Regions from separate parts of the Sus scrofa genome. Here all the other regions are linked to region 2. The links are chromatin contacts, called in public Hi-C maps. All regions are on one chromosome and are shown on one strand. The core of a region is the stretch at or near the end of the contact, and the rest is flanking DNA. Distances in the headings are between cores, read along the strand shown. Region 1 holds the start of ZHX1 (zinc fingers and homeoboxes protein 1). Region 2 holds the start of TRMT12 (tRNA wybutosine-synthesizing protein 2 homolog). Region 3 holds the start of ATAD2 (ATPase family AAA domain-containing protein 2).

Evidence for each region. A called contact is a pair of places that touch in the nucleus more often than the background predicts.
Region 1: a contact with region 2 is called in a Hi-C map of liver, with 7 times the contacts expected there. The contact joins the promoter of ZHX1 here to the promoter of TRMT12 in region 2. A contact is called at or near these places in 1 of 5 promoter capture datasets (liver), 2 of 47 Hi-C or Micro-C datasets (liver and skeletal muscle) and 1 of 2 datasets of contacts at active chromatin or transcription factors (alveolar macrophages).
Region 3: a Hi-C map of liver shows a contact between it and region 2, with 4 times the contacts expected there. The contact joins the promoter of ATAD2 here to the promoter of TRMT12 in region 2. A contact is called at or near these places in 1 of 5 promoter capture datasets (liver), 1 of 47 Hi-C or Micro-C datasets (liver) and 1 of 2 datasets of contacts at active chromatin or transcription factors (alveolar macrophages).

Annotation. Positions count from the first base shown.
Region 1 is chr4:16,098,859-16,102,155 of Sscrofa11.1, reverse strand. It overlaps ZHX1 (zinc fingers and homeoboxes protein 1), which reads right to left and starts at 1,376. Exons shown (of 4, transcript XM_013996503.2): 1 at 965-1,376.
Region 2 is chr4:15,195,551-15,199,104 of Sscrofa11.1, reverse strand. It overlaps TRMT12 (tRNA wybutosine-synthesizing protein 2 homolog), which reads left to right and starts at 1,963. Exons shown (of 2, transcript XM_013996494.2): 1 at 1,963-3,554. The coding sequence starts at 2,281.
Region 3 is chr4:16,010,258-16,013,691 of Sscrofa11.1, reverse strand. It overlaps ATAD2 (ATPase family AAA domain-containing protein 2), which reads right to left and starts at 1,414. Exons shown (of 28, transcript XM_001926030.7): 1 at 871-1,414. The coding sequence starts at 1,038.

The DNA.
Region 1 (3,297 bases), core at 127-2,626, 900 kb before region 2:
TTTCCCTAGAACTTTGGAGTAAACACACACACGGAAAGGGCATCAGCCAGGGCTCTTCTTTCCTACCATGAGACCCCCTTCCTCTCACAGCTCCCTCCTAGCCCTTCACTCCTCGGAAAGATCTGGAAACCGTTCCCTTTAGGCCCTAAGGCTTGGAGCGGTCCCCAGTCAGCCTCCTCATCTTCCTCCTTAAAGGGACAGATAATATTTACATTTTCTTGAATCAACTTCTCCCAAAGTTCCAGGGCTTCTTCAAAACCTTATATAGTTCTTAAGGTCTCAACTCTGAGACTCGCCCCGAAATGGGTGCCCAGCCTCTCCTGAAGTGGAGGTACAGCCTTTCCCAGACGGGTTTCTCCGAGCTCCAACCGCAATGCCAGTGCGCTCAGCTCCAGCAAGAGATGACTCCCCAGACTCTCAGGGAGACCGAGTCCCCACGAGGCCACACGCCCCCGCAGGGCAGGGCCCGGCTCCCGATCTCCTCCCCAGGGACCCTCGACATTGCTGGTGCGCTCCGTCCCTGCGGCCCCCGCCCCCCCCCTTCTAAGGGAGACCCGGTCCTCACTCCCTTCAATAATCTCAAGTTGCTCGGTCCTCTCGTAGCCGCGGGGGAGGAGAGGGGTGCTGAGATTTCCCCGTACAAGCCCACCCTCAGCCCCTTCCGCGGCCGCAGAGACCCGAGAACGCAAAAGAGGCTCAGGGTCTGTCCCCCGTCGGCGATCCGGCCCAGGCAGGCCAGGTCCCTCCCCCTCGGAAGCCCCGAGCCGGTCAGCCTGGCCACTCGCGGCGCGGAGCGCGCTCAGCCCCCCGGGGTCTCTGCCCTCGGGCCGCCCTCGTCCAACCAGCCCGCGCGCCGCGCGCCTTCCCGGCCCGCCGCACTGGCCGCGGGCTCTGCGCCGCGGGTTCCTACCCGCAGCCCCGGATGCCCGGGGCCGCTCGTCGCGAAGCCCGCTCGCACCGCTACCTGCAGGGGCCGCCGCGCCTCTCAGCGCCCCGCCGCCGCCATCTTGCATTTCAAACCGGCTGCACTTTTCAAGGAGTCAACTCTGACCTGTGAACCCTACACCCGGAACCGCTCGGCGGTCCGGCTCACGGCTTCAGCAGATCCGCAGACTCGGTGGAACGTAAAGTCTGGGGTGGGGGTGCTAGGCCAGGCGCGCGCCCCAGCGGCCGACCCGGGGCGAGAGCGGGGGAGGGGAAGAGCCGGCCGAGGCGGGGCCCTCCCGCGCGCGCGCGCCCTCCGCGCGCCCCCACCCCGCTCTGCGCCACGCTTTCCACTCGCAGACCCTGCTTCTCCCCTGGGGTTCGACCCTGGCCTCCACCCCCGGATTGGCGCAGGGCGAGAGGTAGGGGGCCGCCCCGCCCCTCTGTCAACAGAAGCCCCGCCTTTTCCAAGTCTCGAAGCGGCCACGCCCCTTGCTGGTGTTAGCTCCGCCCGCTATCGGTAGAAGCCTTTTCTTCACTCAGGTCAATCCAGAAGGCAGCCCCGCCTTCTGTCAGTTGTGGCCCCGCCCCCGGGCGCTCCTTCTTCCTAAAGTCACCGCTGGATCCTGAGAAACGCCCCTTGTCATAAGTCCCATTTGGTGGCAGTACTGTCCAAGCCCGCCCCTTTCGTCGGGAGCCCCTCCTACTGTCAATAGAAGTCGGGTCTTTCTGAAACCCTTCGGGATTCTAGCCCGAAGCTCCACCCCCTGTCAGCTGCTGCCCTGCCACCTCTTGCCTCCAACTCCAACATCAAAAGCCGTCCCTCCACCCGCTGATACCAAAAGTTCGATCCAACCTCACTTTGAACCGCGGGGCAAGACGGAGCCACCCTTTGCTCCCCGAAAGCCCTCCCTCTCCCCCTCACGAGTCACTCTTGTGGGGGGCTTTCTTTTCAAGCCGTGGTCGTCAAATACTGAACAGCTTCAATGCGAACCAGCCCTGCAAAGGAGGCCGGCTAAGGACCCAGGCTTTGGGAAAAACTACCCTCCCCATTTCTCTTCGTCCCTTCTCCCCTCCCCACATCATTTTTTACAAGGAAAAAAGTACAGACCAAAGCAAAGGGAAACAAATCACCTTCCAGGCTACTCTTCACAGAATCTCCGGCCAGGACCTGTGGGAACTTTCCGGCGCCTTGATGTTCGTTCCCCGCCCCCACCCCGGGCATGGACCCTCTGCGCTTTAACAGCAGCGCTCCACTGAGCCACATTAATCCTAAAACATGCAGTTGCTTAAAGTGAAAGCCTGATGGTTGAAATCAGTGCACATCGGCTTCTTTTATTTGTTTGTTTTATCTTAGAATACTAGAACTTGTGGAAGCAGAAGCAAGCAAAGCTTAATCTTGCAAACATAGGTGCTCAGTCCTGCCATGCTCAACACTCTGTGTATACAACAAAACTTTAACACCACTTTAACTCTCCTGGAATTAAATTCATTGATAATGTAAACTATCTACAAGAAACTACTGTAATGTTCTGATAACATAAAGGTGAAATAAGTGAAAGTAACTTATTCTAAAATATTAAACTAATATCAAAAATACTAATAAAATACATTTTCCACTATGGAAAAACTCTGGCACCAATATAATTACAGTCCAAAACAGCCCCAACAAAATTTCAGCACGCCCCCTAGGGGGCAGTACTGTGCCCACTGAAAACTGCCTAAGATTTATCTCTGAGGAAAGGAAAAGCTTCTGATACAGAAATTCACTTTTTTTGTTCATGCCTTTAACGACTAGGTTTTTGAGCATAAGTGAATTCCAGGTACTGTGGAAGATTCAAAGCTGAGTCAGGCAATATTTCTGTCTTCAAGGAGATTACAGTCTAGTAACCAAGCAAAAAAACATGAGCATGAAAACATCAAGCCGGGGAGTTTCCACTGTGGCTCAAAGGATTACCAACCCGGCTAGTATCCATGAGGATGTGGGGTCGATCCTGGCCTCGTCTCAGTGAGTTAAGGATTCAACGTTGCTATGAGCTGTGGTGTAGGTCGCAGATGCATTCCTATCCCAAGTTGTTGTGGCTGTGGGTAGACCAGCAGCTGTAGCTCTAATGGGACCCCTAGCCTGGGAATTTCATATGCAGCAGGTGCGGCCCTTAAAAAATAAAAATCAAGCAAGGTGAGCAGTCAGAAAGATCAAGGATAGCTAGAGACCCTTTTAAGGGTATGGACTAATGAATATGAGTCTCACTTTCCTCTCTCTCTCCTTTTCTCTTCCTCTCTCATCTCTCCCTTCCTTCCTTTCTTCCTCCCTCCCTCCCTTTTTTTCCTTTTCTCCCACCCATCCTCCTCCTCTTCTTTAGCATCAGTTTA
Region 2 (3,554 bases), core at 714-3,213:
GATTCCACATCTAAGTGATCTCATAGGGTATCCATGTTTTTCTCTTTCTGATTATTTCACTCAGCACAATCCCCTTTGGGTGCATACCTTCTGCTGTAAATGGCAGTTTTTTCTATGGATGAGTAATATTCTATGCTGTATATATATTTATCATATCTTCTTTATCCATTCATCTATGGCTGGCCACTTAGGTTGTGGCTGTTATAAGTAGTGCTGCAGTGAATACAGGGGCGCATAGATCTTTTCAAATTAGTGTTTTTGTTTTCTTCAGATAAATACGCAGAAGTGGAATCCCTGACTCACTGTGGTAGTTCTCTTGTTAAGTTTTTGAGGACCCTCCATACTGTTTTCCATTGTAGCTGTACCAATTTACATTCCCACCAACAGTGTATAATGAGAGTTCCCTTTTCCTCACATCCTTGTCAACCAACACTCTTGTTTCTTGCCTGTTTTGTTTGTTTGTTTGTTTGTTTGTTTGTTTAGGGCCACATCCTCAGCCTATGGAAGTTCCTGGGCTAGAGGTTGAATCAGAGCTACAGCTGCTGGCCCATGCCACAGCCACAGCAATGCCAGATCTGAGCCACATCTGCGACCTATACCGCAGCTTGTGGCAATGCTGGATCCTCAACCCACTGAGCATCCTCATGGATACTGGTCAGGTTTGTGCTGAGCCACAGTGGGAACTCCCTCCTCTTGTCGTTTTGTCTTTTTAGGGCCGCACCTGCAGCACATGGAGGTTCCCAGGCTAGAGGTTGAATCGGAGCTGTAGCTGCCAGAGCCACAGCAATGAGGGATCCGAGCCGCATCTTCGACCCACACCACAGCTCACGGCAATGCCAGATCCTTAACCCACTGAGCAAGGCCAGGGATCGAACCTGTGACCTCATGGTTCCCAGTCAGATTCACTAACCACCGAACCACGACAGGAACTCCTCCTCTTGTCTTTTTGATGACAGCCATTCTGACAGGCTTGGAGATGGTATCCCATTGTTGTTTTGATTTGCATTTCCTAGAAAGAATTTTAGTTCCAAAATACTGCCACTAGATGACAGCAAGAACCAGCACCAAAGTAGCGGAAGCCTCTGAATTCTTGGGTTTCAGATGGTTTGGATTTTCAGGGCTCTCGGGGACCCTACTCTTTCCCACTGGGACTTTTTCCATCAATCTCTATTAGAAATCCCTTAGTGACATAGTTAATCCGGATGTGTAAGTGTATTTGGCAGCAAGTAATGGAAAGTCCAAAACAGCAGCTCTGCGGTGGGTGGGGAGGTATATCTATTTTAATGTAGAAGTCCAGGGCTGGTGTAGCTCTTCAGGGAAATCCTCTTTAAACTAGGCTCCTTCTCGGCCTCAGTGTGACCTTACATTCTTGTGGTATCAAGATGTAACTTCTAGGCTTTACACCTCTGTGATGCTGGGGCAGTCGCCTTTTTGGGAGGTGCCCTCTACCACTGATTTCCTGGGTGACCCAGGCCAGCTTGCATCCCCTGAGTATCTACTCTTTATTAGTCACTGTTCAAAGCATTTTATACATAATATCTCTAATCACTGTAGCAATCCTCTGAGGAAATTAACATAATTCTCTTTTTATAGGTAAAGATTATGTCTGAGAGGTGGTATGATTTACCTGAACTCAGATCCTTTTGATTTCCAACCATTTGTGTCATAAACCACGGGATAGGGAGGTGGTAGTGACCATCCTTGCTTCGGAAAAGGAATGATGAAGCTACCTCTGGTTCTTCACTCTCAACCAATATTGGCACCTGACGCTGATCTGGGAGAAACAAGAAACTAGGAGAAGGCTTTCTCGAAATTGAACCCATCGTTCCCGGGGCATGTCTCTCTTTGGGTCTGTGAGAAGCACTGAAGAGAGTGCATGAAGGTTATGGAGGAATACCAAATAATTTGAAGTTTTGAAACAGAATTCCTTCCTTTTTTTTTTTTTTTTTTTTTTTGTCTTTTCTTCGTTTGGCAGCGCCCACGCATGAGAAAGTTCCCAGGCCGGGGATCGAACCCCTTTGTGTCATTAATTTTCGCTTAGGCACCGGCTACTAATGGCCAGCCACAACAAAGATGGCGGCAGCGGCTTCACACCGCCAAAGCGGCGCCGTTCGTCAACGAGCGCGAAGTATCACTTAGTTCCGGCCTGCCCTTTTGACCTCACTTCCGGCCCCGGCAGGCCCTATGCGCCCCTAGGCGTGTGAATGTACTGCCGTAGGTGTGTGGACTCTGATTAGAGAGTCTGGTGGAAGGAATCCGAAAGAATGTGGGGCAGGCAGCATGGAAAAGGAAGGAGGGAAGCCCGCGTCTGTTGTCGCAGTTGTGACTGAACCTCGGTTTACCCAGCGGTACAGGGAGTATCTCGAGAAGCAAAAACTCCTGGATAGACAGCACCGTGTGGAAAAGATGCCTGATGGTACCGTGGCGCTACCGGTGCTGGGAGAGGCCCTCTCTGAGCAGCACCTGCGAGAGCTGAGGGATCGTGTGGCTCCAGGCAGCACCTGTGTGCTAACGCAGCTCCTGCATCCGGTTCCTTCAAAGAAAACCCAGGGTTGTTCACCTGCCCAAAGGTTGTGTCTTGAGGTGAGTCGCTGGGCAGAGAGCCGCGGAGTTACGTGGTCAGCGGAGTTGGAGGCTGATCTGCCCCGATCTTGGCAGCGACACGGTGACCTCTTGTTGCTGAGTGAGGGCTGTTTCCAAGCCAAGCAATGGAGAAATCTGGAACCAGAACTCTGGGAGACTATTGCCTCGGCACTTGGAGTCCGGCGTTTGGCCAAACGAGGGCGGATATCACCCGATGGCACTAGAACTCCAGCTGTGAGTCTGCTGCTGGGCGACCATGGCTGGGTAGAGCATGTGGATAATGGGATCCGGTATAAGTTTGACGTAACCCAATGCATGTTCTCCTTCGGAAACATCACCGAGAAGCTTCGTGTGGCATCGCTGCCCTGTGCTGGAGAGGTGCTGGTGGATCTCTATGCGGGGATTGGTTATTTTACCTTGCCTTTCCTAGTTCATGCTGGTGCTGCCTTCGTCCATGCCTGTGAGTGGAACCCCCATGCTGTAGTTGCGCTGAGAAATAACCTTGAGCTCAATGGAGTAGCAGATCGGTGCCAAATACACTTTGGGGATAACAGAAAACTGAGGCTCTCAAACATCGCAGACAGGGTGAACCTGGGGCTGATTCCCAGCTCTGAAGAAGGCTGGCCTATTGCCTGCCAAGTGCTAAGACAGGATGCTGGAGGCATTTTGCATATTCACCAAAATGTGGAGTCTTTCCCGGGGAAGAAGCTGCAGCCTACTGGAAGCAGTGAAACGGAAAAGGAGTATCGGCCTTCTCTTCAGCAAATTATCACCAACCAGTTGAAAAATGGAGCTGCTAGTGATTCTAGGAGAGAAATGCAATCAGCGGCCATCAAGCCAGAGTGGCAAAGGTGGGCGGAAGCTGCAGAAACTCGCCTTGCCACACTTCTTTGGCAGGTGCACGGGAAGCCATGGAAAACACAAATCCTGCACATCCAGCTAGTGAAATCCTATGCTCCCCACGTGGATCA
Region 3 (3,434 bases), core at 165-2,664, 820 kb before region 2:
ATTCCACCTGTACCTCAGACCCAGAAGAAGCACTTCTTTCAAGGAGACCTACTGCTCCACCTCCTTGGAATCCTTACAGACCTTGCTTATGACTGGAGTATGAAATAACAGAAAGAGAAAGGTTGTGTAGGCAGAAAATCCAAGTTCCAGTTTTAGATCTATCACTTACTGGGTACCTCGAGGCTGTTTTTTTCATCTGTGAGATTCATATCACAACTCTCCATTCTCATGGAGCTGCTAGGAGGCTTAAGTGAAGATGTACCTGAAATGTCGCTCTCCATCCCTGCACATTACGCAACCTGGTATTATTCATTGCGTTCTGATTACCGAACCTCTCTTAGATCGTAAATGAAAGTCAGGGAACCTGAGTCACACTCTTTCTATCTGCCGCGGCCTCTAAAACATGTCACGCATACAGTAAGCGCTCAGTACAGGCGTGTGGCTCGCGATTCCTGCGAACCTAAAGCCGGAGCCTGGGAGATTGGTTAGGGAGGTGTGTGAGCTGGGGCGGGGCAGCCCCCAACTCAAGGGTTGGCCTCCAAGTGCACTTGGCCTCCGGGGAGCTCGGGTTTCCTCTGGCGTAAAAGTAGGTAGTAACCAACGGCTTAGCCCTCCTGCAATCTGCCCCATCTCTTCGCCCACCCCACACCTCCTCGGGCTCCGATCTTGAAAAGCCTTCCATTTTACTTGTCCTCGACAACACTCCTCCCAACACGCCTCTTCTCTCCCCGCGCCAACTGTCACCAGGACCGCCCACCCCACCCCCAGGCTCCACCGGGCACCAGGCAGACAGTCCCCCAGGCCCGACGGGGCACCAGACAGACAGTCCCCCAGGCCCGACCGAGGGGCCTGCCCCAGGCTGGTACTCACGCCCGCGGCGGCCGCGGTGACCGCGGACTGCTCAGCGGCGCCGGCCGAGCGGAGCCGCCTCCGGCCGATCTGCTCCAGACTGAGGAACTCGTTGGACAGGTCCAAGGAGTCCGTGGCCGAGGCGGCGGGGTGGCTGTGCAGCTCCAGGCTGCTGCGGAGGACCACCATCTTCTCTCCCTCTTCCGCAGAGCGTCCGCGGCGGGAGACGGACCCGATACTGGGAAACAGCCGCTCAGGCGCTTCCGCGCTCCGAATTCTGGCGCCACAAGCTGCGCGCGGGTGGCCGCAGCGCGCGCACTCGGAATCCTTCCGCCTCCTGTTCCGCCCACGCGGCCACTCTACGTCGGCGGGCTCGAAACTTTCCCCACATCTATAGAGCGAAGGACTTTGGGCCGAATTTGAAGAGAGCCCGCACGGATAGTGTGGACGACCTGAGCGGACAGTGAGCAGAAACCGCTGACTTCTTTTTCTTAGATAGTTCCGGCTCGCTGAGCTCGGCGGAGGGAGACGGCGGGTAGTGGCGCGATATCGGGTTTGGAATTTTGGCGCGTGGACGCCGGGGGGGAAGGGAGGCTCCCCGCCCGCTCTGATTGGCTGGCGGGGCCTGGCGGCCCCTCCCCGCCCCTCCTGACACCTGCCCTCCGCTTCCCGCCACGCTGGATTCAAATGCAAAATGCTGGGTCCTTGACTGAAGGGGTGGGGGAAGCGCTTGGCTTTTGACAGTTTTTGTCTCTGAGTCTTTAGAGCTTTTCACTGTTAGCTTAATCCAAACAAGTTAACAGAAAGGGATCTAAAGGCCAGTTGGCAGAGTATTATAGTTAGAGACGTAGGTTCTGTACTCAGCGCCGCCCAAGCTAGGAATTGAGCAAGTAATTCCCTTTGCCGGGTCTTTATTTCCTAATCCGTATAAACTGAGTCTATTTATAATATCTAAATTTTAAGATATTATTATACCTTAGGACCCTGTCTACACATCTAAATGTTTTATACCATTACAGAATTACAGAAAATGGCTTCTCTGGAATTAAAGCAGTTACGTGATGACTGAGAATAGATAACATGCTGAATGATCGGAATGTGAGAGGAGTCTTCCTAGTGAAACAAATAAAAGCTACTTATTGATTTGGAAATCATTTCCTTAATTCGACATTTATTAAATATTTATTGAGCATCTATTATGAGCCGGGCAGTATTCTAAGCACCAGGGATGCCACTGTGAACAATAAGAGCAAAAATGCCCTCATGGAACTTAAATTCTGGTAAAAGGGGAAGGGCAATAAACTAAGTAAATGATATGTTCGTTAAAAGAGGAAGTGCTGCAGAAATATAGAGAAAGTGAAGGGAAGCGTGCACTTCTAAACAGGGCGATCTAGGAAAGACCTCACGTAATGTAAGCAAAGACTTAAAGGAGGTTAGTTATACCTGGGAGAAGAGAAGTGCAACCAGAGGCCAGGGGAGGACAGTGGACCAATAAAATCAAAGAGGAAAAAGCTGCTGGGAGCAGATCCTGCAAGGCCTCAGCTTTAAGGTTTTTTTTGCTTTGTATAATAAGTGAGATGAAAAGACATCACAGGGTTTTGAACAAAGGAGAGACTTATTCTGACTTTTTGAAAGAATCCCTCTGGCTGCTGCATGGAGAATGCAATAAGGGGACATACTTATGCTAAAAAAATTGTTGTTCATCTGAAATTCAATTTTTAACGGGGTGTCATTTTATTTGCTAAATATGGCAACTCTACTTCGGAGGCCACTACAGTTATTCAGGCAAGAGATAATGGTGATGCAGATCAGTGGAAGTAATGAGAAATGGTTAAATTCTGGGTTTATTTGGAAGAAAGAGTCAATCGAATTTGCCAATTAATTGGATTTAGGCATGAGAGAGAGGAGCCAAAGGATGACTCCAGTACTTGGTTTTTGGTTTGCTTGCTTGAGCTGATGGCAAGATGAAGCTGCACCTAACTTAGAGAGAGAAGGCTATGGTAAAGCAAGTCTGGAGGGAATATCAGGAAATCCCTTCCATGCGCTTTTGAGATACAGAAGTTATTATATATTAAAGCACTTAAAATTCAGTCTTTTAAAAGCTTTTTAAAAAATGTATGCACCATGATATTTACCACAGCATTATTTATAATGTCAAAAAGCTGAAAACAGCTTGAATGTCTCTCATTGGGAACTTAAAAAGAATGCTATACGATCATTAAAAATTATAATGCTGGAGTTCACGCTGCGGCATGACAGGATTGGCTGTGTCTCTGAAATGCCAAGGATTCAGGTTCAATCCCCCACCACAGCTATGGCATAGGTTGCTCCAGCTGGGATCTGATCCCTGGCTTGGGAAACATATGCCAAGGGGCAGCCAAAAAAAAAAAATGATGCAACTGTGTTTAATTATACAGAAAGTTGTACACGATGCATTGTAACGTGTTAAGAAAATACAAAGAACTAGGTATTCACACAGTCCCATCTTTTTTTTTTTTTTTTTTTGTCTTTTTGCCATTTCTTGGGCTGCTCCCGCAGCATATGGAGGTTCCCAGGCTAGGGGTCTAATCGGAGCTGTAGCCACC